2 separate regions of the Sus scrofa genome follow, and region 1 is linked to region 2. Evidence: chromatin contacts called from public Hi-C data. All regions are on one chromosome and are shown on one strand. Each heading gives the region's core, a stretch centred on a gene start, on an enhancer-like site or on the middle of the called end of the contact. The rest is flanking DNA. Distances are from core to core; before and after follow the strand shown. Region 1 holds the start of PDK4 (pyruvate dehydrogenase kinase 4). Region 2 holds the start of PON1 (paraoxonase 1).

Evidence for each region. Hi-C and Micro-C count contacts between places; a contact is called where the count stands out from the background.
Region 1: a Hi-C map of liver shows a contact between it and region 2, with 1.6 times the contacts expected there. The contact joins the promoter of PDK4 here to the promoter of PON1 in region 2. A contact is called at or near these places in 2 of 47 Hi-C or Micro-C datasets (liver and skeletal muscle) and 1 of 2 datasets of contacts at active chromatin or transcription factors (alveolar macrophages).

What each region holds. Positions count from the first base shown.
Region 1 is chr9:75,257,533-75,264,764 of Sscrofa11.1, reverse strand. PDK4 (pyruvate dehydrogenase kinase 4) reads left to right here and starts at 4,631. Exons shown (of 11, transcript NM_001159306.1): 1 at 4,631-4,970; 2 at 5,924-6,065; 3 at 7,221-7,232. The coding sequence starts at 4,856. The region is part of intron 3 of ASB4 (ankyrin repeat and SOCS box protein 4); the gene reads right to left. All of the region lies in intron 2 of LOC106504960 (a long non-coding RNA gene), which reads right to left.
Region 2 is chr9:74,972,897-74,979,771 of Sscrofa11.1, reverse strand. It overlaps PON1 (paraoxonase 1), which reads left to right and starts at 5,064. Exons shown (of 9, transcript NM_001097515.2): 1 at 5,064-5,225. The coding sequence starts at 5,152.

The DNA.
Region 1 (7,232 bases), core at 3,382-5,881, 290 kb before region 2:
CCTTTATAACTTAGACCTGTCACCCACTCCAAGGAAGTCTTAGTTGACTGCTTGCTCTCCCTCAACCCCAGCACATACCTTATATGCATCATACTACTTTTTCTTTAGATTATTTACATGTCTTTCTCCCATACTTGAAGGGACTATGCCTTTTTCATCTTTATGTCCCCAACACCTACCATAATGGCTGCTCAGTGAAGTTTAGTTGCATTGAATTGTTTAGCTGCTAACAAATTTGAGCAGGGACCACACTGCCTTTGGCTTTAACAGTTCGAAGTTGTCTAGTCCAGGAATCTCAAAGTCCCCATACCAGCATTTAAGGCTTTCAAGATATAACCCATTCTTCCATTTTCTCCCCCTTTGGGTAACTCTAAACATCAGCCGAATTAAACTAGTCATTATTTCTCCACTGTATCCCTAGCTTGTACCTCTGCTTTTTCTCAGGTTTAGACATTCTTCCCTGTTGTCTACCGATAATTTGCCCAAATCTTCCTCATCCTTCCAAGGTTACCCTCAAAGCCAATACTCAGAGAAAGTATTCCCTGATCTCCAATGCAGTTCTTCATCCAAACACCCCTGAGAACCACTAACATCAGCACCACGTGGCACTGTTACTATCACCACCACCGTGATAACACTAATTGAATCCCTTTTATGAACTGCTTTTTAATGCATTAATTATATATTTTTTTGCTCTGAGAATTAAATAAAAGTCCCATCATTTTTTTTTACCATAAATTGACCATTAGTTTTCTATCTCCCATTATTAGTCTGAGACACTTGAGAGAAAAATTTTTTGATCCACGTATCTAGTCCTGCTTCTGGTACCTAATATCCTCTAAAAACACCAGTTATAGGAAACATCATAGACCAAATAGTGATTAGGTGTTATTTTCCTCAATCTCTTCACCAATATTCCTAATGGAAGGCTGTTCCATCTCCTATAAGTGTTGCCTTCTCAGATCGACCTTCCTTGCCCACCAAATCTAAGGCAGTTCCTTCCCATTATATTCTTTATGTGAATTTTCTTCATAGCTCTGTTGTCAATTTGCTTTTGTAATGCCTGTTTCTCCCACAAGTTTATAATTTCCAGGAAGGAACATATCATGACTATGTTGTTCCTTGTTGAAACAGTCATTTCTAAAGTAATCATTTGTCTCTTATATATTTAAAAAACATCTCCAAGTCTGCTGTTCATTTTTTAACATTAAATATTCTGTAGCCAAATCTGTTCATCTCTCCATCTCGACTTTTGAAGTCTTATTTAATTGCTTCCTTAGAATATGCTTCTAAAAGTGGAAAAGATGAATGGGCTTCTCTCTAGAGTCTTGATGCATTTTGTTAAATTGGACATGCCCAGCCCTTTAGCAAAAGTGGGATTCGCAATCCTGAAGCTCTACCAGGCCCTATATTATTAGATTTTCCCAGGCTGGATAGAACTCATCTGATGCTAGGCAAGTATGCTCCCAAAAATCTCAGGGATCAGATGCCTCAAGCAGGGAGCCTGGGTTCAGCACAGGGTACAAGCTTTGATATTCTTCTCTGCCCATTAACACCAAATCAGTTGATAGTACTCTCATGGTTTATTTTTACTCAGATGAATGTGTAGATTTGTCCATACCCATGTTCCCCAAACAATTCCCTTGGCTTTACTTTTATAGCAAAATCACCTCCAACTACTGAGGTCAGTCTGAGAAGTGCAACTCTTCTTTCCAAGTCACATTCTAATCATGGAAGCACACAACATCTTAGCCAACTGGGTACAAAACCTGATCTGGCTATTTCAGCTCAGTTACCATAAATGTTGCCAGTCATAACAACAGTTCTCGTCATAGAGAAATGACAGAGAAGAATGTAATGCACTGTGTGAGTAACCTGGTAAATATTATTGGATGGGATGACACACAAAAGTTTGGTGACCTCAGTTTACATTTAGTCCTTAGCCATCTTTGTGAACATCATATGACTTCACCTGATTGTCACCCCACCACACATATGGGAGTAGTGTGGGTAAGCAGGCTAAGCACTCAATGGGGCTTTCCTAAATTAAATCTACTTATAATGCATCATTTCCACTGCCTTTCCTCTGCAGACTGAGTAGAATTCTTTATAATATGTATTTTTGCCTATTCCAGATCCCACACACAGTGTAAGAAAAGCCCATGTATACTTTTCCTTTACTTCTATTCTAGAGAGGTAATACAGAAAAAGGAAGGAATTTTTACCTAAAATTTACTTGCTTCATCAAAGAGACTTTTATTTAGTCTTTTGACTTCCTGAACACATTTTTGTTGTTGTGGCATGAAGCTATGCAAGTATGTTTTTTTAAAAAAAAGGCTTCAGAATACACAAAGACAAATCATAGGGGTATCAAAACCTATCTCCAAAAAAAAAAAAAAAAAAAAAAAAAAGGAACTCTCCTACACCATTGGTGGGAATGGGAATGTAAATTGGTATAACCATTATAGAAAACAATATGGAGGTTTTTTAAAAAACTAAAAATAGAACCACCATATGATCCTGCAATCCTGCTCCAGGGCATATATCCAGAGAAAACCAAAATTTGAAAAGACACATTCACCTCAATGTTCACTGCAGTACTACATGCAATAGGTGAGATATGGAAGTAACCTAAATGTTCATCGAAAGAGGAATAGATAAAGAGAATGTGCTATCTATATCTCAGCTATAAAAAAGAATGGCGTTCCTGCCATGACACAGTGGATTAAGAATCTGACTCCAGCAGCCTGGGTTACTGCAGAGGTTCGGGTTTGATCCCCATCCCGGCAAAGTGGATTAAAAGACCAGGTGATGGAGTTCCCATTGTGGCACAGTGGTTAACAAATCCAACTAGGAACCATGAGGTTGCAGGTTTGATCCCTGGCCTTGCTCAGTGGGTTAACGATCCGATCCGGCATTGTGGTGTAGGTCGCAGACACGGTTCAGATGCCGTGTTGCTGTGGCTCTGGCATAAGCCGGCAGCTACAGCTCCGATTTGACCCCTAGCTTGGGAACCTCCATATGCCACGAGAGCAGCCCAAGAAAATGGCAAAAAGACAAAAAAAAGACAAAAAAAAAAAAAAAAAAAAAAGATCAGGTGTTCCAATTGTGGTATAAGCGACAACTGTGGTTCGTATTCAGTCCCTTGCCTGGGAACCTCCATATGCTGCAGGTGTGACCATTAAAAAAAAAAAAAAAAAGAATGAAATAATAACACTTGCAGCAACATAGATGGACCTAGAGACTATCATATTAAGTGAAGTAAACCAAAGACAAATATCTTATATAACTTATATGTGGAGTCTAAAATATATATAAATGAATTTATTGACAAAACATGATAGATCCACAGATATAGAAAACAAACTTATGGTTATAAAAGGGGAAACGGGGGAAGAGGGATAAATTAGGTGGTTGGGATTAACATACACACTATTATGCGTAAAATACATAACCAACAAGGATCTACTATATAGCACAGGGAACTATAATCAGTATTTTGCAATAACCTAGAAGGGAAAAGAATCTGAAACAGCACACACACATCCCTGAATCACTGTGCTGACACCTGAAACTAACACAACATTGTAAAATCAACTATACATCAATTGGAAAGGCAATGTGGAATTTTCCCCAAATTTTTGCAACTGTTTAAGCCTGGGTAGCAACAAAGAGAGTAAGCAATCCGAAAGATATACCAGACATGGTTCCAAACCTGATCTCTTTCAGGGAGAGGGACAAAATAAGAACATAAATAGCTACAACTAATGTCATAAGTGACAAAAGCCATATTCGGAAGAAGGAGCGGGGAGAGGCAATTAGGAAGATATCTTGCAGCATAGAGTTTGTGCTGGACATTTACGGGTGGGAAAGAATGTCTTCGGCAAAGGTTTGGATTAAGTACATTTCACACAGGAAGAAAGAGGGAGCAAATTCTCTGATGGGAGGGGAAAAAAGTGAGTCAAACTGACGAATTAATCCCTTTTTAATTTTGTTTTTAATTAACTGTTAAACCTAATGGAGAGAATGTATTACTGGGAATAAACAAATTAATGTTTTGTCACCACAAGAAAGTAAACGTACTTTGGGCTGCGCCTCAAGTCTGCAAAAGGAACTTCCAGTTCCTTACAACGTGTACTATCCAGGAATGGAATATTTTCGCTGTCCAACAGCAGAGAATCCCATACTTTTAGACACAGCTGATTAGCTACTGTAAAAGCCGCGCTCTTAGCAACGACCAATGAGATTCTGGAGCCCAGATTCTTGGAAATAGTTTCTGGCCAAGAATGCGTGACACTGTCACAGCTTCTCACTGGTAAACAAGGACAAGCTTGGGCCGCCCCGCCCCCACTGCCCCGCCCACGCTATCCGGAGTCCTCCTCCAAACTGCGGATCTTAATTCTATTCACCTCCTGAGGTCGACTTCCTCCCACCCCTTTATCCCTTACAGCCTCCAGCACAAAGCCTCCGCGTCCGTGGGGCGGGGCCCAAAGTTCTTTATCGGAGCTGAGTGGCCTGGACCTAAGTTCAGGAAGCTTCTCCTAGTCCCAGTGACTCCTCCCCTTTGGAGTTGGGGGGGGGGGCGGCGTGCAGGGGAACAAATAAAACCTTGGGAGGCGCGGGTGGTGACAGGACACCAATCTGAGTCTCAGGCTACCTACTGCTCCTACGACTCAGTGCCTCATTCCTCCACCAAGAAGCACCCCGGAACCTCAGCCTAGGTCTGGGAGCACCACCCCACCTGTTCTCTCCGCAGGGACGTGCCCCTCCCGCGCCCTACAAGGTCCTAGGTCCTGCTTCTGGCAGCCTTCACCCCTCCAACCAGCCTCAGCTCCAGTCTGGAACAGGCATCAGGATGAAAGCGGCTCGCTTTGTGATGCGCAGCGCTGGCTCCCTGGTTCCCCGAGAGGTCGAGCATTTCTCGCGCTACAGCCCATCCCCGCTGTCCATAAAGCAGCTGCTGGACTTCGGTGAGTGGGGACATAAGGCCCAGCTTGGGGTGCAGGGACTTGGAAGCTGCCTTAAACTTTCAGACCTTGTGTAGGGAGGGCTGGGTCCATTACATAAAACACCTGGGGTATACTTTCCTATTAAACCCTGGAACCTCAACACTAGTACACTTTGCCTTTTGTTAGATTTGCTTTCTTTCTGACAGTGCCTGCAGGCCAAGGCCACTTGCAGCCTGACATGCTGGATGGTTTGAGCTCATCTTTTTCTCTTACTGTACAAAATTTTCAGTCAAAATACTTTTTGCTTTCAGTCACCATTTAACAACTTTATACCCTTCTTCAGGGCATACTACATCTTGAAGAAGATTCCTAATATTATAAACTAGCCTCAGATTAATTGAGATTTTTAGCCTTGAGCCACCCTTCATCCCTCCACAGGGTTCATCTCGCTGCATTCCTAACAAATTTGTCTCTTTACCATCCATATATTTGCATTACTGCTGCAAATATTTACAAACTTTCTGCAGAAATCTCATAAAGAAAATTTCAAGGATTTAAATGTGGTATTATTTATCGCCAGTCTGGAAACATCAGGATTCCCACCCCTCCCCTTATCCCCTCACTCCAGTTTCATCTAAGACTATATAAATGATGTCTCCTTGACATCATCATTTGATTGAATCCTGCACTCTTTTATGAATACTAAGATTCATATTGGGGGGTATTATGAAAAGAGAATCTTTGTCAAAAAGAAAAAATAATATTTGTCATATTTGGTCACTTTTTAAGAAAGAAAAAGACAAAAGATAATAAAGAAGATGCTTACTCTTGAATTACCTATAAGTAGTAACCCAACTGAGAGTGAAATATAATTTTGTAATATATTTATGTGTGTGCTCAATATTGGATAGTTAATACTACTCAAATATATAATTTATACATTTTCCCAAAAACTAAATAATATTTTATTACAGGTTCAGAAAATGCATGTGAAAGAACCTCTTTTGCATTTTTGCGACAAGAGTTGCCTGTGAGGCTAGCCAATATCCTGAAGGAAATTTATATCCTCCCTGATCGATTAGTAAATACCTCTTCAGTGCAATTAGTTAAGAGCTGGTAAGTGATGAACCATTCTGAAACAGTATCTAGTTTTAAGACAGGGATCTGAGTGAGAATTCTTGTAATATGTTAACATCATAATTAGACAACAGGTGGCCTGAACATTAAATACTTTTGAAAGATAAAAATAATATTTTTACTAATTTAGGGTGAGTTATAAGGGCAATTATAAAGCTATAAATATTTTGCCCTGAAAAAGTAGGTACTTTCACAATACAGTTTTTACTTCTGGTTATATTAATTTGTACTTTAAATAATAAGACAGTTTGATATTACAAAGGAATCCTATCCTAGAAATAGATACAGGTGACTACTATTTAGAGAGAGCCTAATCTTTGTTACATACAAACAAATGAACAAAGCAGGCTGTGGGTTCAAATCTTGCCTCTGCCTCTTCTTCGTGGACTCCTTGGCAAGTGTCTCATACCTATGCCTCAATTTCCCCATCTGTTATTGAGGAGAAAAAAGTATATGCTTGAAAGGGATAGTTAAGTGTAATTATATGAGCTAGTCAATTGAAAAAGCACTTAGAACAGTACCTGGCACCCAGCCAGCACTCAGTGTCAGTTAGTATCTCATTTTGCAAATAAGGATACTGATTTAGAGGGAGTACATAACCCAAGAGCAGATTTTTAGAGAACAGTGCCAGGATATGCTCTAAGGCAGATAGGCACCAGAGCTTCACTCTAATCCACTGACTGCACAGCTTTTTCCATTGATTTAATAAATAAAAGTATTATACATACACTCATTAAACTATTGCATTTGGAAACATATTCAAACCATAGTATTTACTGCTAATTTCAAGACTCCTACTCACCTATGAGTAAATACAGTAGGAAAAAAACCCATGAAGTCTTTCTGTAAAAGTTGTTTAAATGCTTTTGCTGTTAAAAAAAAGACATTTGCCAAATGAAACAAAACTGAATGCTACTCTGGGATAGTAAAAGAAACATAAATTTTAAGTTAGAAAGGTGAGGATTAAAGTTGTAGCTTTCTTTTTTCTAAGACAACGGTTTTCCAAATGTCTTGGAGAAAAGTTTTAACATAATATATTCTCATTTCAAATCATTTGAAAAAAGTAATCTATTTTCAGCCACTGGTAACTGACTATTCAATTTTAAAATTTAAAGCATGTCTGTCACTTTACAGGTATATCCAGAG
Region 2 (6,875 bases), core at 3,815-6,314:
AACCATGTTGCTGCATGTTTCATGACTTCATTTGTTGTCATCACTGAATAATATTCTATACACCCAATATTCTGTCTTTGCTTGTTTTCTGTATCACTGATTGCTGGTCTTATTTTTATTATTCCTATCCTTCTTGATTGTTTTCTGTGTCACTGGTTGCTGGTCTTATCTTTATTATTTCTATCCTTTGACTTCTTCAGATTTTTCAGTTTCTGAGATGCATGCTTAGATAATTGAAGTGAAGTGGTATATAGTACTGTTCATTTTTGCATTAATTACTTGGAGGTTCTGTTTTTAGGTGCACAAAAATTTAGGATCACCAAAACTGGACATACATATTTGGGGTTCCTACACTTCCTAACTGGATGACTTTGCATAAAATGGGGGTAATAACATTGGCCTTATTCCACTTACCAGAATGTTGTGAGATTAGAGAAGTGAAGGCAATTTCTAAACATCTTTCTATACTTGGATAGAACTTTTTGTTTGCACTGTAGATGCTTTACATCTACATAGCAGTTTCACATATTTTCTCCACTTACTTCATACAGCAAACCCACAAGAATTATCTTCATTTTACAGATGTTATTTCTGCTACCATAGAATTTCAGAAAGTAACCATGAATCCAGTATTTGAAGTCCAGCGGTTTGTGGGTTGATTTTTTTGATTTTTGTTTTGTTTTGTTTTCTATTTTTACTAGAGCTGCCTCAAGCAGACTGGTGTTATTAGAGTCCTCAGGACATTGGAATTTCATACTTTCAGATACTTGAGAACATACCAGTTACTGCCAAAAAAAGTTCAGCATCATCTAGAGAAAGAATACCTAGTACCACCAAATTAACCCTTTGTGCTTACACAAAACTAAACTTTGCAGATTTGGTTCTGGCTCTCTGCCCATGCATTGATAGTTTTTAGTGAATATTCAGTGAATTCAGATTTGTGTGAGAAGATAAAAGAATTAGCAGAAATGCTTTTTACCAAATGTATTCAAGAACTAACATTTTAACATATGCAAATAAATGGCATGTGAGGACTGAGGGAGAACAAGAAATGAATTATAAAAGTAAAGGTGACATCTGAGTTTTTAGAGGACTTAAAAATGTTAGATTATAAATTGCTAGTGACAAAAAAAGTTACACATTTTAATAACTCTAAAATAGAAAATTATTTCTTAAGAATGTGTAGTAGATTGATAGTGGTTTTTTTTTTCTTTTCTAGAGATACATAAAATAATAAAGTAATAAAATAATAAACATTTAACTCTGATGGCATTTAAAGTCAGTAAAATATGGCATATTAAAATCTCCTAGGTGCTCATATTTAATGATTGTCAGACATTCATTCATTCATTTATTCTACAATATATATTGAGCATCTAGCCTGGGTTAGGTGCTCTACCAGGCATCAGGACCATGACAATAAAAAAGCATTGTTATATAGGTTCATAGTTTAAGGGAAAAAAAAGTAAAAAGGTACTAATCATACAAGGTGGTAAGAATAATAAAGAAGAAGCATGGTGTGTATGAGAAGTGTAGTTAAGATTTAGGGGTCAAGAAAGACTAGCTGAAGTAAGTTCCAAACTGATGCCTCAAAGAACAAGTGGGATGTGGTCACACCAACAATGGAATAGAGAGGTTATGGGGGGAAGTGTTTTGACAAAACTGTAGGTGCAGAGGCCCAGAGGGAGAGGTCCACAGAGAGGAGACCATTTCAAACTAACTGGTAGCCCATTGGACATCACTATTTAATCAAGAGTTTTCACTTTTCTTTTAGACAAGGATTCTTAAAGTCTGGCCCTGGTCATTTACCCACAAGTACAGAAAGATATCATTACTCTAACAACCAGTAACTCTGTGCTGGGGCTACCATTTCCTATCAGCTCTTGGGTCTTAGTGACTGGTGGTGGGCAGAGGATGAAAGGGGGACCTCCTATAGACAGTAACATTGGAAAAGCCCTCTCAGGAGAAGTGACCTTTCAGCTAAGATCTGACTGATAAAAAAGAGAAACTCAAGGAGCAGTCAGGGAGCAGGTAAAGGAATGGGAAGAGCATTCTAACCAAAGACTAGCAAAGGCAAGAATAATGTGCAATAAACTTGGCATGTTTATAGATTTATAAGAAGGCTAATGTTGCTGGACCATACATGAGTGAAAGACAAGAAATTAGGTCAGATGATAGGCACAAGGCCAGATTTTGTGAGCCTTTTAGACCTTGATGAGAAAGTAAAATGATAGTGAGGACTTCAAGTAGGAAAATGATCTGATCTGATTTGATCAGATCATTATCAGATCCTGATCTGATTTGCAATTTAAAAAAAAATTACTCTACCTTAAGTGAGGAGAATGAATCAGGGGCTTAGAGAGACAAGAGTAAAGAGGTTGTCTGAGCAAACAGTAGCCTGGTTCAGGGTGACAGCAGTGGAAATGGAGAGAAGTGGGCTAATTCAAGATTTATTTGGAAGTTGTGGGTTTTAAAGACCAAAGGTGGAGCTTAATTCTGCCTAGTTGTTGGCTTCTAGCAAAAAGTCTAGGGCAGACATGAAGGGATGTCACTTCTGTAGGTGGGTTATTAACAGACTGTGGCTTCTATCTGAGAGGCATACTCTTGCTCTTACCTTACGCTGCTGCTCTGTGGAGAGATCCATGAATCAAGGGACTGTAGCCTGACAAGAAGATGATCTCACCTCCTCCACTCCATTCCAGCAGAGCCCTCAGCTGAGACTACAGCTGTACTAGTCAGGGTTCTCCCAGAGAAACAGAACTGAGAGTATAGGACAGATAGACAGACAGACAGACAGACACAGATAGACAGGTAGACAGGTAGGTAGATAGATATATGGAAGAGATTTATTATGGGAATTGGCTCACAGGATTATGGAGGTTAATATATGCCATAATAGGCTATCTGCAAGCTGGAGAACCAGGAAAGCCAGCAGTATAATTCAGTCTAGCCTGAAGGCCTGAGAAATGAGTGGCCACTGGGTTAAGTCTCAGAGTCTGAAGGCCTGAGAACCAGGACTCTGGTTCTATATCCAAGGGCAGGAGAAGATGGATGTCCCAGCTCAAGTAAAGAGAAAGAGAGAAGTCATTCTTTCTCCACCTTGTTGTTCTATTCAAGCCCTCAACAGACTGGAAGATGCATGGCCCACAGTGATGAGACTGGATCTCCTCTACTGATTCAAACACTAATCTCTCCTGGAATCACTGTTGCAGACACACCTATGAAAGATGTTTTACCAGCTATCTGGGCATCCCTTTGCCCAGACATGTTGACACATGAAATTAACCATCACAGCAACTCTGTCAGTTCAGCTTCCAACTCATGAGAGACCTTGGGTCAGAGTAGCCAGCAATGTTATTCCCACATACCTGACCCATAGAAATTCTGACATAATGAATGTCTGTTGCTCTTAATTGGTATATTTTTATGCAATTTATTGTGCAGCAGTAGCCAATTAATACAGCAGTAGAGCCTATGACTCATATGTTTGGTTCAAGAAGGTGGGAGAGAAAGAGATGGGTGAACAAAAATGTCTAGACTTGGGGTCTGAGTGACTAGATAGCAGTGGTCCCATTTATTGAAGTGTGGAGGGCTTAGAGGATACAACATGTTGATGTGAGGGAATCAACAGTTCTGCTTTGGAGATATTTTGAAGAATATATTAGACTCTCCAGTGGGAGTGTCAACTAGGCAGCCAGTTAGCAGAAAGTGAGCACTCACCAGCCAGTCATTAAATGTCTAATAAGGGATCACTTTTTGCCAGCCTCTCTTCTACGCCCTGGGATCGCAGTGGGGAAAAGGCAAAAACCCTGACCACAAAAAGCTTACATTTCATTAGGCCACAACAGAGCATGATTGTATAAATAAATCAACAAGTTGATTTCAGAAACAATAAGTGACAGAAGAAAAAATGTGAGGATGTTTCTGGATGTGGCTTACGCCACTTTAAGTAGACATTTCCAGGATGATCTTTTAGAGCCACCATAAGAGGCCTGAGCTAGGTATGGACATTTTGGAAGCACCAGCGCACTGATGGTATGGAAACCCACTGGAATGAGAACTATCCAAGGGCTTCATCATGTTGAGATCAGTGACAGGAGAATCCTGCAAAGAAGACCAAGAAAGCTGGAGAAAGACTGGGAGAGGGTAGAATCATGAATCTAAGACAGGAAAGGATTTAAAAAGAAGGAAGTGGTGATCTGTGCCCAAAGCAGTTACAATCTGAGAATGATTTGCAAACTTGAATAGCACAACTGCATTACTCAATTAAGGCATTCACAGAGACAGCTTCAACTTCACGGGAGAGAACCTGTGTCCCACTTTTCAACAGGAACAATGTCAAAGAATTTGTAGCCATCATTTATCTGTTACAAGAGTTACTAAGATGGAAGCAACAACTGTTGACAAGTATTCCAAAGAGATTTTTTTTTAACAGAGGAGCAGAGAAAGAGAACAGTAAGTAGTTAGAATGTGAGATCAAAGAGCATTTTAACCCAGAAAACTATGAGGAGTGACACTAAAGCATGGGGGTATTTGACGGCAATACTCCAGAAAAGAGGAAGAGGTGGATGTTGTAGGAGAGAGAAATTGTAACTGGGACCAAAATCCTGAAGAAAAGAAAAAAAGGGGGCCCAGAGTAAAAAGAAGAGCTGGCCTTTAGTGAAGCAGGAAACACCTCACTCATGGTAACAGGAGAGAAGGCAGAGATGGGTATGTGGAGGCACCTCCTACTCTGCTTTGCTCAGTAGGGCTTAGAGGGCTCAAGCACAGCCCTCTCTTCCTTCTGTGCGTTTCCAGACTGAGTCACGGTGATCAAGTTACTGAACCCTTCTGAGCCACCAGGATTAGAAGCTTGTTAGCACAAAGTGAGCGCTCCTCAAAGCTCGTCTCTCCTTTCCCACAGCTATTTCCTCTAATCTGCTTGTTTTACCCCCCTTTTCACTCAGTCTAGGCAGCTCGTTCTCAGTCTCCTCTCTTTAAAGTGTCTCAGCGCTGACCTCAAGCCTGAGGTGCAGGGGGCGGGGTGAGCAGCCCGACGGGGAGGGGTGGGACCAACCTTGGGCAGCCTGAGGCTGCAGGCAGGAAAAGTCTCTGGTACATCTCCTATCTTGGGTGCATCTGTCTGTCCATTCTTCCAAGGTCTGTCGGACCATGGCGAAGCTGATGGTGCTCACCCTCTTGGGGCTGGGGCTAGCACTCTTCAGGGATCATCGGTCTTCTTATCTGTAAGTTGGGTTGTGCCGAGGGCTGCTGCATGGTCCTATCTGTCCCACCCTCTAGCCTGGCCCAGGAGGCTCCCCTGATTCCCAAGCAGGTTCCAGGCTCTCAGAAAATCTTCAGGCGAGTGCTGGCCTTATCTGCCACAGCAATTTCATAAATAGCCCACTTTCCCCAGCCACCTGGAAGCATACCCTTGCTCTCCGCCTGGGAGAGAGGTTAAAAAGACTCATGGGTGTGAGCGGCCAAGCTGTTGGCACACACAATTTTTCATGAATATAGGTGTATCTTGGCTAGATTCACTTCTCAACTTTTGCTTCAAAACAGATAACCAGAGTGGCAGGGGGCGGGAGGCATGATATTGTGTGAGTTAGAGAAGGAGTTCCTGCCTTGGCTGCCTGGACATTCTCAATTTTGAGGCCGCACTGTTAAGAGAGACAGAAAACTCGTGTGGGGAGAAGCAGGTAGGAAAGAATGGGCCACCTGCTCCAGTGGGGGCTGGGTGGGGCCAAGGGGAGAGAACACCAGCATTGGCATTTGACCTCCTGGGCTCTTGCTACATCCCTCCCACTGTGGGATCTTAAACAAATGACTTTATATTTCTAAATTATTAGCTGCTTCAATAAACCTTGTATCAGAAGCATCTAACACTGTGCCTGGATATAGTGACTATTCAATAAATGTTAGTGCCCTGCTTTCCTTAAAGTATTTTATAAACCTTCAAGTACTCACAAGGGGAAAAAAATGTTTTTAAGACTATATCAGGAGTTTCACAGTAACTTTTTTAAGGGTTCAAAGTCTAGAGATCATCTTAATCCCTAAGGCTTAATCAGTAATACCCTGTTGTTATTTACTTTGAAGTAAAACATTACTAAAAATCAAACTGAACATTTGGGTTTTTAGAAAAAAATCATATGACCCTATGGACTGCTAAGAAACTTAAATTCAGAGTAAGTTTTATAACTATTGGGGTTTTTTCTTCTAATGGTTGGTTATTTTTGGAATCACAAACTGTTAGAAAAACGTAAGAAAGAGTGATTTGGGGTTTTTAATCATGTAAAATTACCATATGTGGATTTTCATTGATCATAGTACTATTCGTTGCCAAATGAGAATATATCATGTATTATGTACATACATAAAATAGTAATGTATATAAATATATCATATTTTATATATATATATTTGTGTTCATTGTGGTATTACCTATAATGAAAATAAATGAGATATAAATGTCTGACACCCCTTCTAGGCTTTCTCTTTTTGATTCTCCCTAGGTTTGTTCTGCCCATATTTTTCAATCCTCCCCCCCCGACCACAGATGTCCTCTAAAGGGTTACAGATCTGCTAGGAAGGAGTGAGAATCTATCTTTCTGGTTTATCTTCCTTAATTTACTCTAAGGATGGCGTCTGTAAGCATTTTGTGTATGCTTTTGTGTAAAAGTATAGCTTTACCGTGACCACCCTAAAACGTTTCTCTCTCAACATCAGGTCTTAGAGCTTATCTGATCCAATATTAATATCTCCCCACATTTGTTCCTTGGAACACATCACAAGACTCGCTCCATAAAAAAGAGGCTCCTTGAACAAATACATTTGGGAGATATCTATTATCACCTTTTTTTAGAGAGCAGCAATGCATTCTGGCATACCGAAAG